Linked DNA regions of Mus musculus: region 2 is linked to region 1. The links are chromatin contacts, called in public promoter capture Hi-C maps. All regions are on one chromosome and are shown on one strand. The core of a region is the stretch at or near the end of the contact, and the rest is flanking DNA. Distances in the headings are between cores, read along the strand shown. Region 1 overlaps Ift122 (intraflagellar transport 122). Region 2 overlaps Tmcc1 (transmembrane and coiled coil domains 1).

Region 1 (5,177 bases), core at 1,856-4,355:
ATCAGAGGGACAGAGGTGCCAGGGGCCTATCCAGAGACGGCAGTTTACAGAGGTGTGTCCTCCTCTGTGCTACCCAGTTTCTCCTCCCTTCTCAGAGGATTGCTCTATCTGCCACCCACACACGCCTCTCAGGGGTGCGTCCCTTTGCTTGTGTGGGGGCACACCAACAATCCCCCAGCCCCTGCTCTGCTGCCCCTGGCCAAAGAGTTTCTCAGCAGCATTTGCTTCGGCAGGTCTGTGGGGGCCTGGGCCCTCCCGAGGGTCCTCACTCTGTGGGACACACTCACGAGTTGCCGTCCCTGGGACTGTCGTCCTCTTCCTCTTGCTCTTCCTCCTCTGCCTCACTACCCTGACTATTGTACACTGTTGACTTCAGAATGGAAGGGATTTCCTGAACATATTTGTTGACAATGACATCCTCAGCATCCTCGTTCTCTCTGCTCATCCAGATAGTCTCCCATCGGCTGTAGACAGTAAGGGGATGTTCACAATCACATCACCTAGGACTACACTGAAGCTATAATTTCAAAACCTGCCAAGGAGCCCCTGGACCCTGCCCGGAAGAGAACAGCCACCAGGTACACTGGGCATCCTGCTGCTCATGAATTAAAAATGGTAGCTTGAAGCCACAAAGTCATCTGCAGCCACAAAATCAAACAGCAGGAACTCTGGGGTAGGCTAATGGCCTTGGAAGGCCTTCTATACATAAGGAGGGCCTCCGCTGGACAGAATTATTCAGGAAGAATTATAATAACCTGTAGTAAGAAAGGCAACGGAATTAAACAGCCTCCTCAATCAAGTGGGCAACCACCTGTAAAATAACACTAGGACAGTAAACAATTGAGCCCTTTAATTTACCCTCAGAGAACTCCGTGGGGATAGGCTTAATAATATTATAGAATTACGCAAAGAGCCGCGAGAGCTTTTAGTCCACCATCAAAGTCACATGGCATAAAAGAAAAGTAAGTTTGAGGTTTGAGCAAGTAGTGCCAACTGTCTGCAGACCTTTAGGTTTTAGGGGCATTTGTAGGCTTAATTTTAACTTTTTGGCAAGGGAAATTAAAAAAAAAAATTACTCAAGAGAGTGCCATTCTGTTAACAGTGTAACAGGCGGGTGGGTGGGTGCATGCTCCTGGACATGAGGGAAGGGCCGATGAAGCAAGAAGAGAAGCACAGGGAGATCAGCACAATTAGTTCATGAAGAAGTCTCTCTTCTCTCTTCTCTCTTCTCTCTTCTCTCTCTCTCTCTCTCTCTCTCTCTCTCTCTCTCTCTCCTGGCCTAGATAGTTCATCTGCTTGGCTAAATCTCTGGGATTCATTCCAAATTTCAATATAGGCTCTTTTAAAACTTCATTTATAAAAACCAGGTTCCAAACAGACCAGGGAAGTGGGAGAGAGGACTTTAAACTACAGATGTCAGGAAAAGAAAAGGAACTCAGAAGGCTTCTTCTAATAGTGCCAGCCAGGAGAAACCCAGCCATGGGTACCTTGAAGGGTTCCAGCAGATGGACCATATTGGGGAGAGGGAGCCCCCAGGGCGCTCGATCTTCACTTTCTCTTCACCATTCTTGTTCCGTATACTGATGATGCCATTGGCCATGCCCAGAGCCAGGTACTGACCATCGTTTGTCCAGCTGCACACACAACCAACGGAGGGCATGGGAGGTGGGAAGGAGCACACAGAGGGTAGAAACTGTGAGGCAGCAGCCAGGCTGTGGTTTCATTGCTCCCGCGTATTCCTGACATAGACTCAGCTCAGACTGCCACTTACATCTGGAATCAGGGAGAACTTAAGGCAGGAATGTCTAATCCAGATGGCATCTATCCCCTGACTGTGCACACATCTCCACGGCAGTCTGCACTCATGACTAGGCCCTATTTTCTGCTTTACAGTTCAACTCCCTCCCAATCCATGGGCTCTCAGTAAACAGACTGTCTTATGCCTTTTTAGCCTTCAAACAGGGCTTGACATGTCATTCAATAAATGTTGAATCTCAGAGTGCCTTCAAAGGCTGCTCAGTTATAGAGCGCCTAGGCCTGCTGGTGCTTTGAGTGTTTCGGGAAATGGTATTGTTATCACCATTGCTCCATGATTTAGTAAGCACCCAAGGTCACCGGCCTATCAGTGGCAGGATGCAGATTCTGGTCTGAGTCTAGCACCAACGTCAGAGGTTCCTGTCTGACTTTCCCACCGCATACGCCCATGCCGTCTCCCATGAAGGTTATCAAAGGCACCAGCCTTTCCCATCAAGGAGACCAGAGAAGGAAAAAGGGAAACACGGGAAGCCTATCCCAGCTGGCCAACACCACAGTTTCTCTGTGGGTGAAATCAGAGGCTGTGGGAGTCTGCTGGGGAGAGAAAGGAGCACAATGCCTATTGTCAGAGCCTCCCTAACTTACCTGCAGCACGTGATCTTGCTGCTGGATTTGTGCTTGGACACAGACTTCTGCTCAGGAGACCATAACCCTTCAGTGTTAGACAATAGAAAAGAGAGCAAGACTATTCAGCAATAGAGAAAACTAAACTATCCATTCATACAAAACTCAAATCTCCAGGGTCTTATGCTGAGTTAAGAAAAAGAAAAAGCCAACTTCCAAAGGCTTGACACCATAGAAATCCATGAATACAACATACTGGATGGCAACCACACACCTGCAGAACACATCTGTGGCTCCTGGGATTGTGGGTATCAAGGGGCAGGCACTGGTATGGGAATGGGATCCTGTACTGCAGTAGTGGTACACTGCACATGTGACTGAAGGACAGAATTAAAACACACTGTGCCCCCCACCTCCCTGGTTCCTGGACTGCCCATTAGGTACCCACTGGGCGCCCAGTAGGAGAACTGGGTGAAGAATGCACAGCACTGCTCTGCAATGTACTGAGAATCTACAACTGTTTTTTGTTTTTTTGTTTTTGTTTTTGTTTTTGTTTTTTTTTAAAGAAAAAAGAAAAAAGGTAGATGGTGAAGTTCTCTAGCCAAGTTCTTCAGGGCTTAAATCCCAAAGAAAAGGACAACTTAGCTGCTCATAGCTAGGGCATGGCCGCCAGAGACCAACTCAGCATTAAAATATAAGTTAAGGAAGTGGAAAGTGCAGGAGGGAAGCTGTAAAGCTTCCCACTGATGACCCAATCTCAGACAGACAGACAGACACCATGTGCCCTCATGCCTAACCTCTAGTGTTTGTAAATAAAGGGTGTGACAGCGGGTACAGACAGTGAAGTTAGTAGGAAACTGTGAGAGGGAACAAGAGGCTTGGGGAGGAGAGGGCAACAGACACGAAGTGGGAGGACACCAGGAAGGGAGCGGGGATGAGGTCAAGAGGCTTGTTTGACAGTGCCACCATCGAACAACCTAACTCGTTGTTAAGCTAATAAAAGTAAAATGAGTAATGAGTGCGCTTTTGGAGAGTCCCCTTTCTAGGCCTCTGTCACTGCACATGACTGTATGTGAGCTGTGCACTGCGCATGGCACACTGGATCAGTTCAGGCTTGCTCCCTCCAATCCCCAGAGGTGGTCCAGTGCCCTCAAAACAGACAACAAAGCCAATTCTACCCTGCCTGGGCCGTGAAGTACGGCTACGTGAAATACAGAGCACATCCAAATTTACACAGCCAAGTGCATCCACAGAGAGCAGAGGAAGCCGTGAGTGGATGGAGTCCTGGGTGAATGTGTAATCTCGCATGGCTTCGTGTCAAGCAAGGATGCCACAGCTTCGAGTAAGACTGGGGGAGATGGTAGAGCCTTCCCTTTCTGCTCCATGGGTGGATATTGGCAATACATGCAGAAAATGTCCAAGACAACTTTCCTCCCAGATGTTTATGGCCTGAAGACTGTGCCCTGCTGAGACTGCTCTGACAGAGATTAGCTAAACCTGTCTCCTTGATCCAGCTTCTTCACTCAGCTGTAAGTAAGAATACTGCCTCTATATTCAACTTCATACAATAAACACACTGGGCTTCCGGAGAGTTGTGGTCCACACAATCCCAGTTTTCCCAACTGCGTCTTATCTTTCCTTCATTCCCAGTTTTCCCAACTGCGTCTTATCTTTCCTTCATTCCCAGCTGTCCCAGTCACATGAGTCCCCAGAGTCCCTGTAGCTAAGCAAGGTTGAAAAGGGAAATGTCTGTGAAATGCCAGTCTTCCCCTCCCTTTTTTCAAACATTTCCACCCCACCCATGCATTCTGTCTGTGCTCCACTGCAAGAGCAGGAAGCCTTCAGCACAGGAGCCTTCCTGCCAGCCTCCCTCGGGAATATTTGCACTCAAGCTCTGCACATAGTGGCCCTACTCCTTGGGTGCTGGCTAAGTGACTGCCAGTGACATCGGAACCATATTGAGCCCGTGTTTTCTCCTTCCCCGGGAGAGTAGGAATGAGAGAAACACTGCTTCAGGAGTTGGCGCAGAGCTCATGTTTGTTTATTTTTTTAGTGGCTCTCAAGCCATAGGAATTCTCTTTTTTGAAAAATTAATTGTAAACTATCAGCACAGTGCCATTAAGACACTGTGGGTCTGGCTGCATGTGTATGCATGGTGGTGTGTGTGGGGATGCTTGCTCTGGGAAGTAGAAGCTGATGGTGAGATGTCTTCCTCTATCCCTCTCTATTTTTTAGACAGGGTCTCTCATTGAACCTAGCGCTCTTCATCTTGGCTTGGCTGTCTGTCCAGCAAGCTCTGGGACCTGGGACCTGGCACTGGAGCTCAGACAAAGCATCACAGTAGGCTTGGACAGAGGTACTTGAGATCTGAACTCAAGCACTTACCCACTGAGCCATCTCCCCAGCTCAACTACTTTCACTTAATAAGATGCTTTTACAAATCCCACCTTCCTCTGTTATAAGCTTGAGAGCAGGAATATTTTATTCCCCACAAACAGGCACACAGATCAGCACAAGAAGATGTGCTAGGGTTTTTAGGCAAATGGCGGTGTTTCTAGAGAAAAATAGTCCCTGCTAGGGTGAGCCAGTCCTCTGTGCTCTCCCATCCAACACATCATTTCTTCCCTAGGACCCTACTGCTCATTTGTCTCAAATGGCTTACCACCCTCCAGATCATCACCTCTCACTGTCTCTCTGCAATTTCTTTTTAAGACAAGGGTTCTCTGTGTAGCTTCAGTTGTTCTGGAACTATGGAGTCCAGGCTGGCCTCAAATTCACAAAGATCTGCCTGTCTCTGC
Region 2 (5,177 bases), core at 1,973-4,472, 190 kb before region 1:
ATGGTTTGCTAGGTAAGCATCATTGAGTCACATCTTTAATCCTTTTTTTTTTAAAGACAGAATCTCTAACACCTACCATAAAACAACTATTTGAAAACTCTGAAAGGTATGCTGTAAAGGTAATTTCTTTTCACAGAAATAATGCTTCAGAATCCAGTCTAGGCTAACAAGCACATGAGACAAGAAGTATACTTGGTTTTATTCTAATACAGGTGGAGACTGTGTCTTTTCCCTGTTGTCTGGAGTATGGCCTTATAGTCTTGAAATTCGCTAGTTTTAAAAGAATTAATGAGCCGGGCAGTGGTGGCGCACGCCTTTAATCCCAGCACTTGGGAAACAGAGGCATGCAGATCTCTATGAAGTGGAGGACAGTCAGGACTTCATAGTAAGACTCTGTCTGAGAGGGGGAGGGGTGGGAAGGGAAGGGGAGAGAAGGGGAGAGAGAGAGAGAGAGAGAGAGAGAGAGAGAGAGAGAGAGAGAGAGAGAGAGAGATGAAATTACAAGGTGGTGGAGGGATTATTAGTCCTTAGTAGGCAGGCCACCTTTGATGGGGGAGGGTAATTTTTTACAGAATTAGGACTTTATTTATTGTCCTTCCATATCTTCAAGATTTTTCCACAACCCATAATTGGACCTCACTGTGAGTAGAGAAAATCCCAAGAAAAGCCCTGAGTTCAAACTGAAGGAAATGGAAAAAGCAGTATAATACTCAGAAAAAAGCACAGAAAGGCCTTGTTTTTCTTTTTTCTGTTTCTTTCCTCTCATGCTAAAAAACTCAAACAGTTCTATAGTAACGATAGACTGAAGTATAGCAGGAATCTGGGGGTGGAAACCATTCTCTCTGATCAGTGGAAAGGGGTCCCAAGAGGTTGAAATGAACCCTGTTTGCTTTCTCCACTGAGCTGCTTGCCTCCAAACAGTCACTCTTTAGAAATTATGTGGCTGAGAGAAGGGTGTTCTCAACCTTCTGACTGGATAAGGAGGACCCCATTTGCCCAGAAAGTAGTGAGGAGAGTACATTTACGGGAGTTGGAAAGTAACTCCTTAAATGTTTTCACTAACCATTCAACTTGCCTATGTGCCCACATTCATGCTATTCATGCACAATTTGGCCCCAAACAGGCTTTGAGAAGCAAAGTGTGGCTTAGACCATGGCTAGGTACCAGACTAGTGATAGGGCTTGGTGCACAAGTGGAGCAAATCTGCTTAACATTGCAAAGACTTTGACACTTAGTTCAGGTTGGAACATAGTCTACAGAAGGCTGGCTGGAAAATCTAAACTGAGGACAGCTGGGTTGTCTCCACTGAGATAACAGTGTTATTCTTTATATGTACTTATCATTGCCTGGATTTTTACAACAGTAATCTCAGTATCTAGAACACAGTACAAAGTGGACAGACATATGAAATAGTAATAAAGTCACCAGTTCACAAGGAGTAAGAAAAAGACCAAGATAACACTGACATTAACACCAAATGTCTTAACAATACCAGAGCTGTAGAACTATGAAAGAAAGCCAATCATTCCACAGATTAATAACACAGATGACTGGTCTTAGTGATTTATAGAACCCAGTAGGCAGGAAGGAAAGAAAGATCCAGAAGAGCTGAGCATCTGCTCTGCACTAGATTTTAGAACGTGTGAAACAACAGAATATGTGCTACTTTGAATGTCTGTAAAACGTTCATCCAGATGGGCCCTGCCTGTCATGGGTCACAACACTAAAAGTTTTAAAAGTGATTTAAAATCTATTCTTCAAGTAAAACAAATTAGGGGATAAATTGACCTTAAAAATCATAAGTCGTGTCAAAATTAGGTAGAAAACCAGACATGGCAGTGAACCCCTTCAATCCCAACATTTGAGAGGCAGATGGAGTGAATTGCTGTGAGTTCAAGGCTAGCCTGGTTTATATAGTGAGTTCCAGGATAACCAGGGCTACATGATAAGACCCTGTATTTAAAACATAATAATAATAAGGTAGATGCAGGGCTAAGGACATGGCTCAGTCTGTAAACCCTTCCCGAGAACAAGCTCAAGGATGTCCAGAACCCATATAAAAACCAGGGCAGTGGCACATTTGTAACCTCAGTGCTAGGGGGGAAGAGACAAGGATTCCTGGTGTTTGCTGGTCAGCCAATCTAACTTAAATCTGTGAGTTCCCAGTTTGGTGAAAGACACTAAAAGGTGGAGAACATTTGAGGAAGGTAACCAATGTCATTGACCTCTAACCTACACATTGACCTCTAACCTACACACACACACACACACACACACACACACACACACACACACACACGTATGCATAAATTTCTAATGTCCAAAAAGAAATGGGCTGTCACCACACTTCCCATGATATAGCAAGATTGTGAAAGGAACCAGGAGGAACCAGGAGGAACCCTGTATTCATAGTCTCCATAGACTCACCAAAAATAAAGTAGATAAGTTTTTTGTTTGAGACATTCTCATGTACACGAGGCTGATCTAAAATTCCATATGTAGCCAAGGGATGACCTTGAATTTCTGATCCTCTTGCCTCCGCTCCAGCGTTGGGATTAGAGGGTTACACCGCTATGCCTATTTATACTGTGCTGGGACTGATCCCAGAGTCATGTGAGTTCTAGGTGAGCACTCTCCCAGCTAAGCCATAGCTTCACCCACACACTCACATAACATTTTTGGTGAACTAAGAAATGGTATATGTGAAGTTGGGCAGATGTGAAAAGTGAAGTTATTAGGCATACCTTCAGTCCCACTGTGTGTGTGTGTGTGTGTGTGTGTGTGTGTGTGTGTGTGTGTGTATGTGTGTGTCCCCATTACCAAAGGCATATTTTCTGAATGTTCAACCTGCTCTGTATTAAAATGGCAGAGAGGGTTTGAAACTCCTCAGGTAGGTCACAGGGTCTAGAAACAGGAGGCTTCCAACCTCCTGTCCAGTCAGATTCAGGATGTTTGTGATATCAGTTGAATGAATCAATGGCTTCTTCAGATTCCTCACTTCCTTTTTAAAGAGAACTTTTTTCCTATCTTTTACTAGTGTGAGCTGTTTATGATCGGTGTTGAAGGTGTTTTTTATGTCATTGCTTAATTGGACTGGAGATAATCTCATGTGACAGCATGGAGCTCTTGTTTTGGAGTTGCCATTACTTTCTAGAACAGCCATTCTGTATAGCTGCCAACATGCCCTGGGTACTCTTGCTTCATATTGCAGTGATACTGCTTTGTCAGGGTAGAATTCAGCCTCACAGGGCTAGAGTCAGTCTGCTGACCTCATGCCACAGTACAGCATGTTCAAACCTGGGAGAAACCCAGGGGTTACTCGGCATATTCTTCCTCCTTCCTTACAAGCATGGAACCGTCACTGTCCTCGGAAACCGTATGTTGTATATGTGTGTGTATCTGTCTCTTTATAAATCTCCTCATTACTGTAGTTATACAGCTTTAAGTGGGGGGCTGGTTGCGGACACAGGAAACTGACCGAGCTGCTAGAACTTAGCACTTCTCAACAGCAAAGCTCAGCCAGGGCATGTGCTATTTTTAGACAGTGAATTTGAGATAATAGAGAATCCTGTTATGTTTTCTGTTTGTTTCACTCATAGCTATTCGGACTGAGTGCGAGGGGGTTTGTGTGGCTATGTAAGTCATGATTGGATCATACTAAAGTATCCAACACTCGGGTATGGGAGCCTGTTTCCATGCCGAATAGACGTTGTTTGGGGTGTTTCAGGGTAAAAAGTTACCAGAAAATAAGCATTCCCTTCAGTGAACAAAAGAGTTTCATTTGCCTTGACGGATTGGGAAAGGCTTGGGTTAAATGTGAAGATGCCAGGCATGCATAACAAATAGGAATTTGAGTTAAAGCCAGTTTGAAATATTTCTCACGTTCTTCTTTTAATAAAAGGATTCTTATCACTGAGCTACTTGTTTTCAGAGCTTTTCCTGTGACACAATGGTTTCCTGAATTATGAATTATGTACACCTCTGTTAATTTTCATCTTTTGATCAACACCACAGGACTGTGTAATGAACTAAACAGGAAGATGATCCAGCTTTATGCAACATCCCCCTATGTTCACATTTCATATTTAGTTCTGAATAGAAACTAGGCCATTAGATTGAATTTACTATGGGTCGATTTTATAAACACTACATAATACTTTATAGAACATGATTTTTTTTTTTAAAGCAAAACCAGTTCTTTAGAGGGACACACACACACAGTCTAAAATTAATACTGTTTGCTGGTGAGCAGTTGGACTTAAGCTCCAAACAGATTTTTTACTCTGGAGTTTGATACTTTAAATGCTGGCTTTATTAGCAGATTTGTGCCTGTGATCTGTACTCTCTTTTTCTGTTTGTTCTAATTCTTGAATCCTAAAACCTTGGCAGATCTTGTGTTTGTTCTGAAGTTATAAAAGGTCAGTTTGTTTATCAGTGTTTTATTAAGAATGCTAATACATGAGCGGGAGAGATGGCACAGTAGTAAGAGTGCTTACTCTTCCAAAGGACCCAAGTTTGGTTCTGAGCACTTACAGCAAGTGAATCTCAACTGCCTGTAACTCCAGAACTGGAGAACCTGGCACCTCTGGCCACGGTGGAAGTTGGGACTCTTATTTACAAACACATAATTAAAAATTATAAATCTGTAAGAAAGAAAAAAAGAATGGTAGTGCAGGATGAGCTGGGTGATATGAAGGAAAGTATTCATAGAAGTGCCTTAAGAGAGAGGGAGACACCATCAGTTGCATCTTATACGCCATCAGTGCCAATGTGGGGCAGAGACATGAGACAGAATTGAAACACTTCAGTTGCCTTTACCTAGTACTTCCATTAACTCCTAATGTAGAGATCTTTCTAGACCTGGGGTGACCTAACAGAATTTAGCTCAGTTATAGATACTTGCATTGCATGCAGAAGCCCTAGGTCCAGTTCTCAGTATCCCCTACATACACACAATTTTCTGAAACATAATGTACCTGAGTTTCTTAGATTAGACTATATCCTTAGTTCACTATCATGTCTCTTACTCAACCTAATAATCTACTCTGGTCACTAAAGTGATCTCATTGAAACAAAAATGTAAATATTCAGCAATGAGATACCTGCTTCCAGCATCTCAGCTTCCTGACAGGACTAAAGACATCTAGAGGCTGTAAACTGAGATCTGAATTCCTTTC

The links. Capture Hi-C pulls out chosen DNA fragments and counts their contacts.
Region 2: a promoter capture Hi-C map of adipose tissue shows a contact between it and region 1. The contact joins two enhancer-like sites. A contact is called at or near these places in 1 of 15 datasets of contacts at CTCF or cohesin (large pre-B cells), 1 of 484 Hi-C or Micro-C datasets (rod photoreceptor) and 3 of 9 other capture datasets (adipose tissue, liver and pancreatic islet).

The regions. Positions count from the first base shown.
Region 1 is chr6:115,877,934-115,883,110 of GRCm38.p6, reverse strand. It overlaps Ift122 (intraflagellar transport 122), which reads right to left. Exons shown (of 29, transcript NM_001167763.1): 6 at 2,401-2,467; 7 at 1,488-1,634. Among named protein-coding and RNA genes, the nearest start is that of Ift122, 27 kb to the right of the region's middle. Within about 2 kb of position 3,105, at least 19 of the 459 cell types and tissues checked have an H3K27ac peak or open chromatin away from gene starts, as enhancers often do. A contact at or near this core is called in adipose tissue, where this site is marked.
Region 2 is chr6:116,071,211-116,076,387 of GRCm38.p6, reverse strand. All of the region lies in intron 3 of Tmcc1 (transmembrane and coiled coil domains 1), which reads left to right. Among named protein-coding and RNA genes, the nearest start is that of Plxnd1, 79 kb to the right of the region's middle. Within about 2 kb of position 3,222, at least 96 of the 459 cell types and tissues checked have an H3K27ac peak or open chromatin away from gene starts, as enhancers often do. A contact at or near this core is called in adipose tissue, where this site is marked.